Linked DNA regions of Mus musculus: all the other regions are linked to region 1. Evidence: chromatin contacts called from public promoter capture Hi-C data. All regions are on one chromosome and are shown on one strand. The core of a region is the stretch at or near the end of the contact, and the rest is flanking DNA. Distances in the headings are between cores, read along the strand shown. Region 1 holds the start of Dpysl5 (dihydropyrimidinase-like 5). Region 2 holds the start of Krtcap3 (keratinocyte associated protein 3). Region 3 holds the start of Dnajb6 (DnaJ heat shock protein family (Hsp40) member B6).

Evidence for each region. Capture Hi-C pulls out chosen DNA fragments and counts their contacts.
Region 2: a contact with region 1 is called in a promoter capture Hi-C map of adipose tissue. The contact joins the promoter of Krtcap3 here to the promoter of Dpysl5 in region 1. A contact is called at or near these places in 2 of 39 promoter capture datasets (frontonasal cranial neural crest and stem cell-derived epiblast-like cells) and 1 of 9 other capture datasets (adipose tissue).
Region 3: a contact with region 1 is called in a promoter capture Hi-C map of pancreatic islet. The contact joins the promoter of Dnajb6 here to the promoter of Dpysl5 in region 1. A contact is called at or near these places in 2 of 39 promoter capture datasets (cranial neural crest and maxillary cranial neural crest) and 1 of 9 other capture datasets (pancreatic islet).

Annotation. Positions count from the first base shown.
Region 1 is chr5:30,710,228-30,713,130 of GRCm38.p6, reverse strand. It overlaps Dpysl5 (dihydropyrimidinase-like 5), which reads right to left and starts at 1,567. Exons shown (of 13, transcript NM_001356948.1): 1 at 1,129-1,567.
Region 2 is chr5:31,250,273-31,252,976 of GRCm38.p6, reverse strand. Krtcap3 (keratinocyte associated protein 3) reads right to left here and starts at 1,271. Exons shown (of 7, transcript NM_001363337.1): 1 at 1,163-1,271; 2 at 874-1,058; 3 at 726-785; 4 at 406-612; 5 at 188-322; 6 at 1-82. The coding sequence starts at 1,190. It overlaps Nrbp1 (nuclear receptor binding protein 1), which reads right to left. Exons shown (of 18, transcript NM_147201.2): 14 at 2,612-2,704; 15 at 2,380-2,433; 16 at 2,233-2,296; 17 at 2,030-2,085; 18 at 1,414-1,952. The coding sequence ends at 1,848.
Region 3 is chr5:29,734,372-29,737,422 of GRCm38.p6, reverse strand. It overlaps Dnajb6 (DnaJ heat shock protein family (Hsp40) member B6), which reads right to left and starts at 1,525. Exons shown (of 8, transcript NM_011847.4): 1 at 1,307-1,525. It overlaps Gm5129 (predicted gene 5129), which reads left to right and starts at 1,487. Exons shown (of 1, transcript NR_028426.1): 1 at 1,487-2,089.

The DNA of each region.
Region 1 (2,903 bases), core at 318-2,817:
GCCTTGTCGGGGACCCGCCACCCGAGCTCTCTGGCCCAGTCCAAGGACCACGCCCAGCCAGACCAAGCCCAAACAGCGACTGGCCTAAAGCTGGAGTCTTCAGGCGAAGACTCTTCCCTCCTCAGCTGCCTGCCCTACCCCGATGGAGAGCCCCCCACCCCCTTCATGAGGAAGACCCATCCCCTGTACAGCCTCAGTCGCCTTCCCATGCCTGTCTACTCTCCCCAAACCCGGGAGGTCTCCACCCTCCCTTCATCTCCCCGCCCCTCTTCATTCTTCAGAGCAGCCTCGCCTCGCGCCACCTGCGCGAAGCTTCAGACCCGCCTCCCACCCAATTGTCAGCCCTTCCCAAACCACAGCCTCCTCCTCCAGATTCGATCACCTGTCCCCACCCATCTCCCCCTTTCTGCTCAAATCCAGGCCTCCACGCCCGTTTGTTCCAGCCATCTCCCCAGGCCCGGGGCATCGATATCCCTCACCCACCAAGATAGATGCTGCGTGGCAGACTAGGCGACATGGCTCCAGCGGAGGGACCTAGCGCCGCGCCGCCAGGGGCTGGGCAGATGCAAGAGGCCTTTGTGGTTTCGGCAGGTGCCTCTAGGGCCTCTGCTCTGCTCAGGGAACAGAGGATACAAACGATGGGGTTAGGACCACGTTAGGCAGATATCAGACCAGAGGCGCAGTTGGTGGGAACTAGGGACCGCGGCGATCCAGGGACGTACAAGAGGACAGGTCCGGCCACCACAGAAACACTCCCCTACACCCCACCTTTTAGCCATTTACTGCACGTCGACCAGCTACGGCTGCGCGACTACTGGGTGCTAGGCGTGAATCCCTTCAACTTAGCTGCCTCCTTATTCTAGCTATTTGTAAATCTTTCCAGCACACATTAATGCCTTAGGCGTCGCAAGTCACCAAGCCGAGTTCTGTGGGACTACAAAGACCCAGACTTGCGCCCCACCTTAGTCCGGATCTGCCTGAATCCTCAACATCTCTTTCATCGGCTGGAGGAGCCTAGGCGCAACCCAATTCCCTCCCTTTTGTGAGCCTCAGGGAGAAACTGAAAGAGGGGTGGATGTTGCAGCCCGGAAAGATCAAGCCCACCACCCTCCCCTTGCCATCACCCACTGCTCCAGGATGATGCGATTGTGCGGGTCCGTCGGTCGGTCTCTGGGTCTCGCCGCGGCGCGGTAGCTGCGGTTGCACGGGGCGGGAGCGGCTGCTAGCGCGCTCTCTCGGTGGCTGCCTTGCGCGCCTGGAGCGGAGTCCCGAGTGGCGAGCGGGGGTGGGGACGAGGGTGGGGGCGGGGAGCCGCCTGGGCCAATCACGGATCCGAGGGCTCCGCCCCAAGTGCTCGCCACCTCGAGCTAGCAGGTTAGGCGGAGGCGGGACCAGTAGCGCCCCGCGTCCTCCGCGTTGCCGCCGCCTTTGGGACTACAAATCCCGACAGTCCCTTTTGCAGGCCCCGGGTCCGAGAAGGGACAGAGGGCATGGCCCCAGGACCTCGACAACCCCCAGCCATCTAAGCGCCATTCTCAGCGTTCCTTTCTGGTCCCATGGTAACTAGCGACACTTCACAAAGCCCAGGCGCTGGGGCGGTATGGCTCGAGTCCCCTGGGAGGGTATAGGGCGTCTCCGGAGGACACATCGCCTCCCCTCCTCCTGCAAGACCCCACCCGAGGGGCTGAAACAATGCGGTGGCGGGGTCTCTCCGAGGCTGCGGGTTCCCAGTTGCGCCATCGGATTAGCGTCCTACCGAGTCTGAGACTGATGGGATTGCAGACTGTAGAGGGCGAGGTGGTCAGTACAGGAACACTGTTCTCATAGACCAAGGGAACGGCCACTCTGGGCGCCTCACTTCGCACCTTCTTTCTCTTGAGGTATTGAAGCCACCGTCTTTTCCAGAGCAGCGCTTGGACGTCGATGTCCAGCGCCCAGGTCCTATCCTATTTTTGACATCTCCTTTAAAAGAAAGTGTGTGTGTGTGTGTGTGTGTGTGTGTGTGTGTGTGTGTTTTAAACTCATTTCACATCAGCACCACCATCTTTATTTCCGGGTTGCTGTTGTTTTGACGGTTTTATTAGGTAGCCCCCTGCTAGCCTAGAATTTGAATTGAACCTCCTGCCTCTGCCTTCCGAATAGTGGGATTACAGATGTTCACCGCCACACCTTGTCCAGTTTCACCATTTTAGTACACAGTTGACTTAACCACAAACGATCCTGTAAATGGAGCGAGACAGTTCTTTTTCCTTAACTAATTTATGGCTCAGGCCTTTCCCTGAGCTCCGTGTTAGTCTGTCATTATTGTGACAGCTTAAATATAGCTTCAGAACTTGAATCTCTTCACTTGATGTCACCCCAATGGTGTTGCAAACCCGTGTGGAAATGCAGCATTAATACTGCCCCCGCCCCTGGATTCCTGGGGATCTACAACTGCTGTTGAAGAAGTTGGTTCTTTCCAGGGCTTCCCTCAGTTCCGGGGGTGGAGACGGGGGTGTGAGTCCCTTGGCTGCTTTCCTGAAGTGCTTTTCTCTAAGGCTATTTTCAAAGAAAATCGTACTTTATAACTTCGGGTGGAGGGAGCAGGATCCTCTGAATTTTAACAAAATGTACAGCCTGCACGTTAAGCTCCAGTCCTCCAAATGTGGGTCCCACTGGGTCATGTGCTCTGTGATCCACTCCTGGATGCGTTTAGGGCCACACAGGCGTGCCCCTAGGGGGTGCGGGGTTACTACATTTGGTCTCCAATTCTTTTTTTTTTTTTTTTTTTTTTTTTTTTTTTTTTTTTTTTTTGGCTTTTCGAGACAGGGTTTCTCTGTGTAGCTCTGGAACTCACTCTGTAGTCCAGGCTGGCCTCGAACTCAGAAATCCGCCTGCCTCTGCCTCCTAAGGGCTGAGATTAA
Region 2 (2,704 bases), core at 22-2,521, 540 kb before region 1:
GGAAGTCCTGACGGCCATGGAGCAGCTGCACGTTCTCCTGCCTTTTACACTCGGGAAGTTCAAGCTCTGTCAGTTCCTGCAGCTGCCCAAAGGAGGGAATTCAGTAATTGGGACTTAAATTGACACACCAGCTCCTTTTCAACACAACCAGGGTATGGAACGAGCCCTTCCTGTTCCTCTTCCTTACCTGTTCCTGCAACCCTTCCTTCCTGCAGGGCCCAATTCCCCGTAGCGTGAGTGCAGCCACACAACAGTAACCAGAAAGAGCAGCCTCAGCTGCAGACATGAACAGAGAAGGGATCCAGAGAGCCAAAGCTGTATCCTAAAACCCAAAGTAACAAAGAGGACTAGGCCTTGGAGCAAAGGTGAGGACCAGAGTTTCTCCAATAGCAAGAATAAGCTCACATAAATTCTTGTGGGATCAAAGGAGCAGTCAGTGTGTCCAGGCCCCTGGTCCAGCGGTATGGAAGGATCCATCAGTCCTGGGTGGCAATCAGCAATAAGACGGCGGCCACCATTGGCAACAGTGAGCGATACAGCCAGGAGGAGGCCCATGGAGCAGGCAGCAGACAAGAGCAGGTTCACCAAGGCCAGCGTCAGCAGGGCCCAGTGCTAGTGGGGTAGAAGACCTGGGTAAACAGCCTGTTTGTTTCTCCGTGATACTTCTCTATTTGAGGCTCCTGTCCATTGGTAGTGTGCTGAGACACCTCCTCCACCCTTCTCACCAGTCGTGGGCGAAGAAGGTTCCTGGATGCCAAGAGGGCCACAAGTCCCACTGAAACGCTCTGCGGAAGCAACAAGCCTAATAGGGCTTACTGGCTCTCAGCGCCCAGCCCAACCCGCCTTGCCTGTCCACCCTCCCGCGACGCTCACCAGTAGTCCCGAACCCACAGAAATGACATTGGCTGTGGTGTACTCAGGAGTGACCGCGCCTCGGGGGTTGGCCACGTGCCGCAGAACAGTACCATGCAACACAGCTCCCACCAGGAGGTTCACGTGGCCCACCAGGATCAGCGCGAGTCCCACGCGCATCAGCCGCCTGGGCCCTCGGGCGGCATCTGCAAGGTAGGGGGAGGGGCGGACAGTAGCCGTGCAGGGCGGGGCCCCAGGCCCAGCGTCGCCCTGTGGGACCACAGGTGCGGTAGAAAGCCGTACAACTTACCGAAGGCGCAGACGCCGCAGCACCTCATCGTGGCCGCTCTACTCCCTCCGCCCATAGGCTCTACCTGGACCTGGCTTTGTCCCGACGCCGACCTCAAGCGCCGCTTCCGCGCCGCCGCAGGCGGCTCCACCTGGCCCCGCCCCGCCCCTGACCTAAGGCCCGGCCTCCAAGGGGCCACCCTACCTGGGCCCGCCCCGCCCCAACCGAAGCGGCGGTGCCACCCACTGAGCCGCAAGCACAACACAAGATGCTTTAGCAAAAAGTAGACTTTATTACAGCAGCAACTGAGGTGATTCGAATGCCCCCCCCGGGGGGCCACCCCTGCAGCACCACCTTTCTCTCCTGCCCATGCGCCCCAGCGGGATTGTAGAACTCAGCTTCCCCAGTGCCCGTGGGCCTCCTGTCCACACAAGTAGGGCAGGAGGCAGCAGGTCAGCTACTAGCCCCCAGCTAGAAGGTGGCTGCTGAGAAGGCCCAGGCCCACGTCTGTGCAAAACAAGTAAACAAAGTGCAGAGGGGAGGAAGAGAGGGGAAGGGGCAGGGTGATACTCAACCAGGGAGCCCCTAAAGCCCTCCTAAATAATATGGGCGCGAAGGGTAATACTGACTGGGGAGAAGGGACAGGAGGACTGCAGCATGCCCAGGGACAGCCACAGCCTGGCTAGGGGCCTGGCTCAAGTGAGCTCTACGAGGAGACGGTGACAGTGGCTGTGTTGAGTGTACTGTTCCTGGTGAAGTTGAACTTGTTGAGCGTCTCCTCCAGCAGAGAAGTCAGGCGGCTCTGATCAGCCTGGGGAAGCAGCTCAGTAAGGCAGGGCTGAGAGAGGGGGGGCAGGGAGGCACCCAGAACACAGGCAGGACCCTCACCTCACTAATGAAGCCCAGCTGCACCAGCTCAGCTGCCAAGTCCGGGATGCTCTCATCTGACAGAGAGACAGGAGGGGTGCTTGAATACAGTCTGGGAGGATCAGAGCCCTGTCAAGTACTGTCCCTGTCCCTGTCCCTGACATGTCCCCTCAAGGGATATGGCTCATAGATCCTCCCTCCTCCAAAAGAAAGGAGAGGCTCACTTGGCATCAGGTCACAGCTCAGGTGCCGGTTCAATTTGTCCTCCAGCTTCAGCAGAAGTGTTAGCTAGAAAAAGGACAATCAGAATGAGGCTCCTTCTCCCCAGCAGGCCGCGTGGTCAGCCCTGGGAAGCCCCGCCCTGAGCTTACATGGTGTTTGACTCCCTCCTCCACAGATTCGATGTTGCACTGCATCAGCACCACCTGAACAGGACAGACAAGGAGGACAGTCTAGAGACTGCTCAGTGACACCCCTGAGACTTTCCGGCCCACGGAAGAAAACGGTGGCCAGCAGGCAGAAATGCATTCCATACAGGACAGTGCCTTAGTTAAGATGTCTCTATCCCCATGGCCAAAAATACAATCATACCAGAGTCCCCACCTTTCGTGTCTCCACTTCAGCTGGCTCAGGAGTTGGAGTCTTGACAGAGGGGGGCACAACAGGTGATGTCACCTCCTCCTGCTGTGGCTGCTG
Region 3 (3,051 bases), core at 276-2,775, 980 kb after region 1:
AAGAGAAGACTGAAACTTCCAAGTCAACCATACCTACAAAAGGCAGCATTTCTTCCCATATTTCTTTCATGTTCTTCCTAATTCCAAAGCTCCACCCAAGTGTGTGTACTGATGACACCGTAATCACACACCGGAGGGCAATTCGGCCTGTGGTGGCGATATCCCAAAGTACAACAAAGGAGTCCTTCCAGGAATCAGTAAGTCTACTGTGGGGTTTACTTTACAAACAAGAACAGACTAAGTTCAAATATCAGGGCGCTTGTTCTTTAGGTTGTTCCCTCCTCTGGCTTTTATGTCCAATATTTCTACTAAAACAGTTGCCTTAAAGTTGGTATCACTTCCCTAGCAAGCTGAGCGTCCTGAGATTCTACGGCCTAGAATGCGTAAACCCTAACCACAAATCTAAGGTTCAAATAAAGACGTTACAAAAAAACCAAAGTGGCTGCACTGGGCAGGCACTCCCCACCTTAGAAGGTGGGACCATCCCCACCATTCCCTTTCAACGGTTCACATACAACTTCTTCGGTAACAAAGCTTTTAAAACTTGACAAACCCCTCCTGTTTAAAAAAAAAAAAAAAAACTCCATCTCCAAAGTTTTTAAGACCTTTTAGTTTGCAGTGCAGAGTTCCTTGTCAACACAACCGAAGTAAATTAAGACTTAGTGTAAACTCCAGTTACATAAACTTTGTTACGTAAACCACAGCAAAGCAACCTTCGAGGCCAACATCAAACTAGTTTTAAAAGTAAGCTGAGCCAGGCGGGTCGCCTAGCAAACTTCCCAACAGTCCCTGGAAACCGCCTTGGCCTTCCCACCCGGCCCCCTTCGCTGCCTGGAGGCCTGGGCCGGTGATTGCGCCTTCCATGGGAGTCCTGCTCTTCGCAGGCCACCTGACCCCTTGCTTGCAGAATGCAGTGAGGACGCCAGGACTGGGTGACACCAGCCTTGCCTACTCCTGGAGCTCTGCGGCCGACCTAGCGCGTGCCGGACCCAACCGCCACCTTCGACCAGAGAACTAGGGAAGCGGACCGCAGCTAAGCCCCGAGCTAGGCCTGACCAAGAACGGCAAACGCTCTCCACAGACCCAATCTACAACCGGCCCAGACCAGGAACACCTTAAGCCCCAGACCTAGACACAAGACTACAGCCTAGACTGGAACCCGTTCGGCCTTGTGAGCAGTACCGGCCCCACTGTCGACCCGGTTCCTGCACCCGTATTCCGGGAGCCAAGCGGGTTAGCCCATTCGCAGGCCTTCCCCTCCCGCCGTAGTCAACCCTGCTTTTCGCCGCGGCTCGCGGACCCTCACCGAGGACACGGCGGCCAGCGAGGAGGGAAGTCAGGCGGCCGGTCTCCTCGCGGCTGTGGCACAGCTGCGCTGGTGGCGGTGGCGGCGGCGGCGTCTCCTCGCGCTTTCCTTTCTCTTCTTTTCTCCAACAACAAACAGGAAGTGCGTCACGCGGTGGCGGCGCGGCCCGGCGACGTCGACTTCCGCCCGGCCCTGAAGCTAACGTGCGCAGCAGCCTCCGTGCGCGTCGGACTTGATAGCGCTGGTCTAGCGTTCCGGAAGATTCTCGGAGCTGAGGACGGTGGGATTCTGGAGGGTTTACATAGGCGAAGGTGGCTGAATAGGGCGGGAAGCGTCCCCTTGCGCAAGCTCTGTGCCTGGAGGGCTCTAAAGCCTGAGGCGACTGTAGCCGAACCAAGGAGCCTGCGTTTGCCCGGAAGCAGGCTGGGAGGAAGGACGCTCACAGCCTCTGACACAGTGGATTCGGAGATAAGGACCTGATAGCGTAGTATGACTCACACTCCTATGGACTTGGAGAATTGTGGTCCCGAGGTTCGGCCGACCCAACAAGCAGGCCCGACTTAGAGTGAACCGTGAGAGGCCTCATCATTACCAACTCGCAGTGCTGAATCCAGGGTCTAGATTTCAAACACGGTTATTTTAAAGATGTATTTACTTTTTGTATGTGAATGTACTGTCTTCGGACACACCCGAGAAGGACATCAGATCCCACAATAAGCTCCTGTCTCAATAAATCAATAAGCTCCTGTATAAATAAATAGACATTTAAATCCTCACCCCACCCCCACTTACACCCATAGGATGAGTAGTTTTTCATCTTGCCCAGTAAGTTTCAAAAGGTTAGCTAACACTGCACTGGAAAGTAAGAATGAAAGAGAACATATTGATCTCAGAATGTTATGGTTGGACGCCCACCTTCTCAACGCCTGAGAAGGACAAGCACAGAAGATGTGGAGACCCATGATCTGAAGTCACAGATCCTTGGATGCTCCCTCACATGTAGGATATACTCAACTCCAGATAGAACCCTCCAGAATGGCTCCTTGTCTCCTTGCTTCTGTTCTGCCCCCAAGGTTCCCAAACACTACACTTCCCCTTTTGTGAAACATAGAATTTGGCCAGATCTCTTTTCTAATTGACTTTCAGCCCTACAAGATGGCTGTCCAAGACTGAAATGAAAACTAAGCACAAAAGTTCCCGCCCTTTCCTTTACCTTCCTCCACCTCTCCTTCCACCTTTCTGCTCTCAATCTTACCCACTACCACCCTCAATGGCAGGAATCAAGGAGTCTGGCCTAGTGACGAGTGGAAGGTGTGTGTGCTTGCATACTCCAGGGCTGACAGCCCAGCAACCCAAGCTTTCTATTGAAGCAGCGCCGAAAGACAAAGCCAGTTATAAGGTAGAGAATAGGGAAAGGAGTCCCCTCGCCTCAGAGTCTGGCTGAAGCCTCTTGCCACATGACATTTAAGAATTCTAACACGCAGGGCAGTGGTGGCAAATGCCTTTAATCCCAGCACTTGGGAGGCAGAGACAGGCAGATTTCTGAGTTCCAGGCCAGCCTGGTCTACAGAGTGAGTTCCAGGACAGCCAGGGCTGCACAGAGAAACCCTGTCTCAGAAAAAAAAAAAAAAAAAAAAAAAAGAATTCTAACACAGGGTCTGAGGAGATGACTCAGTAAAAAACATTAGTTGCTCTTTCTAGAGGATCTGAGTTCAATTCCCAACACCCATATCAGGTGATCCACA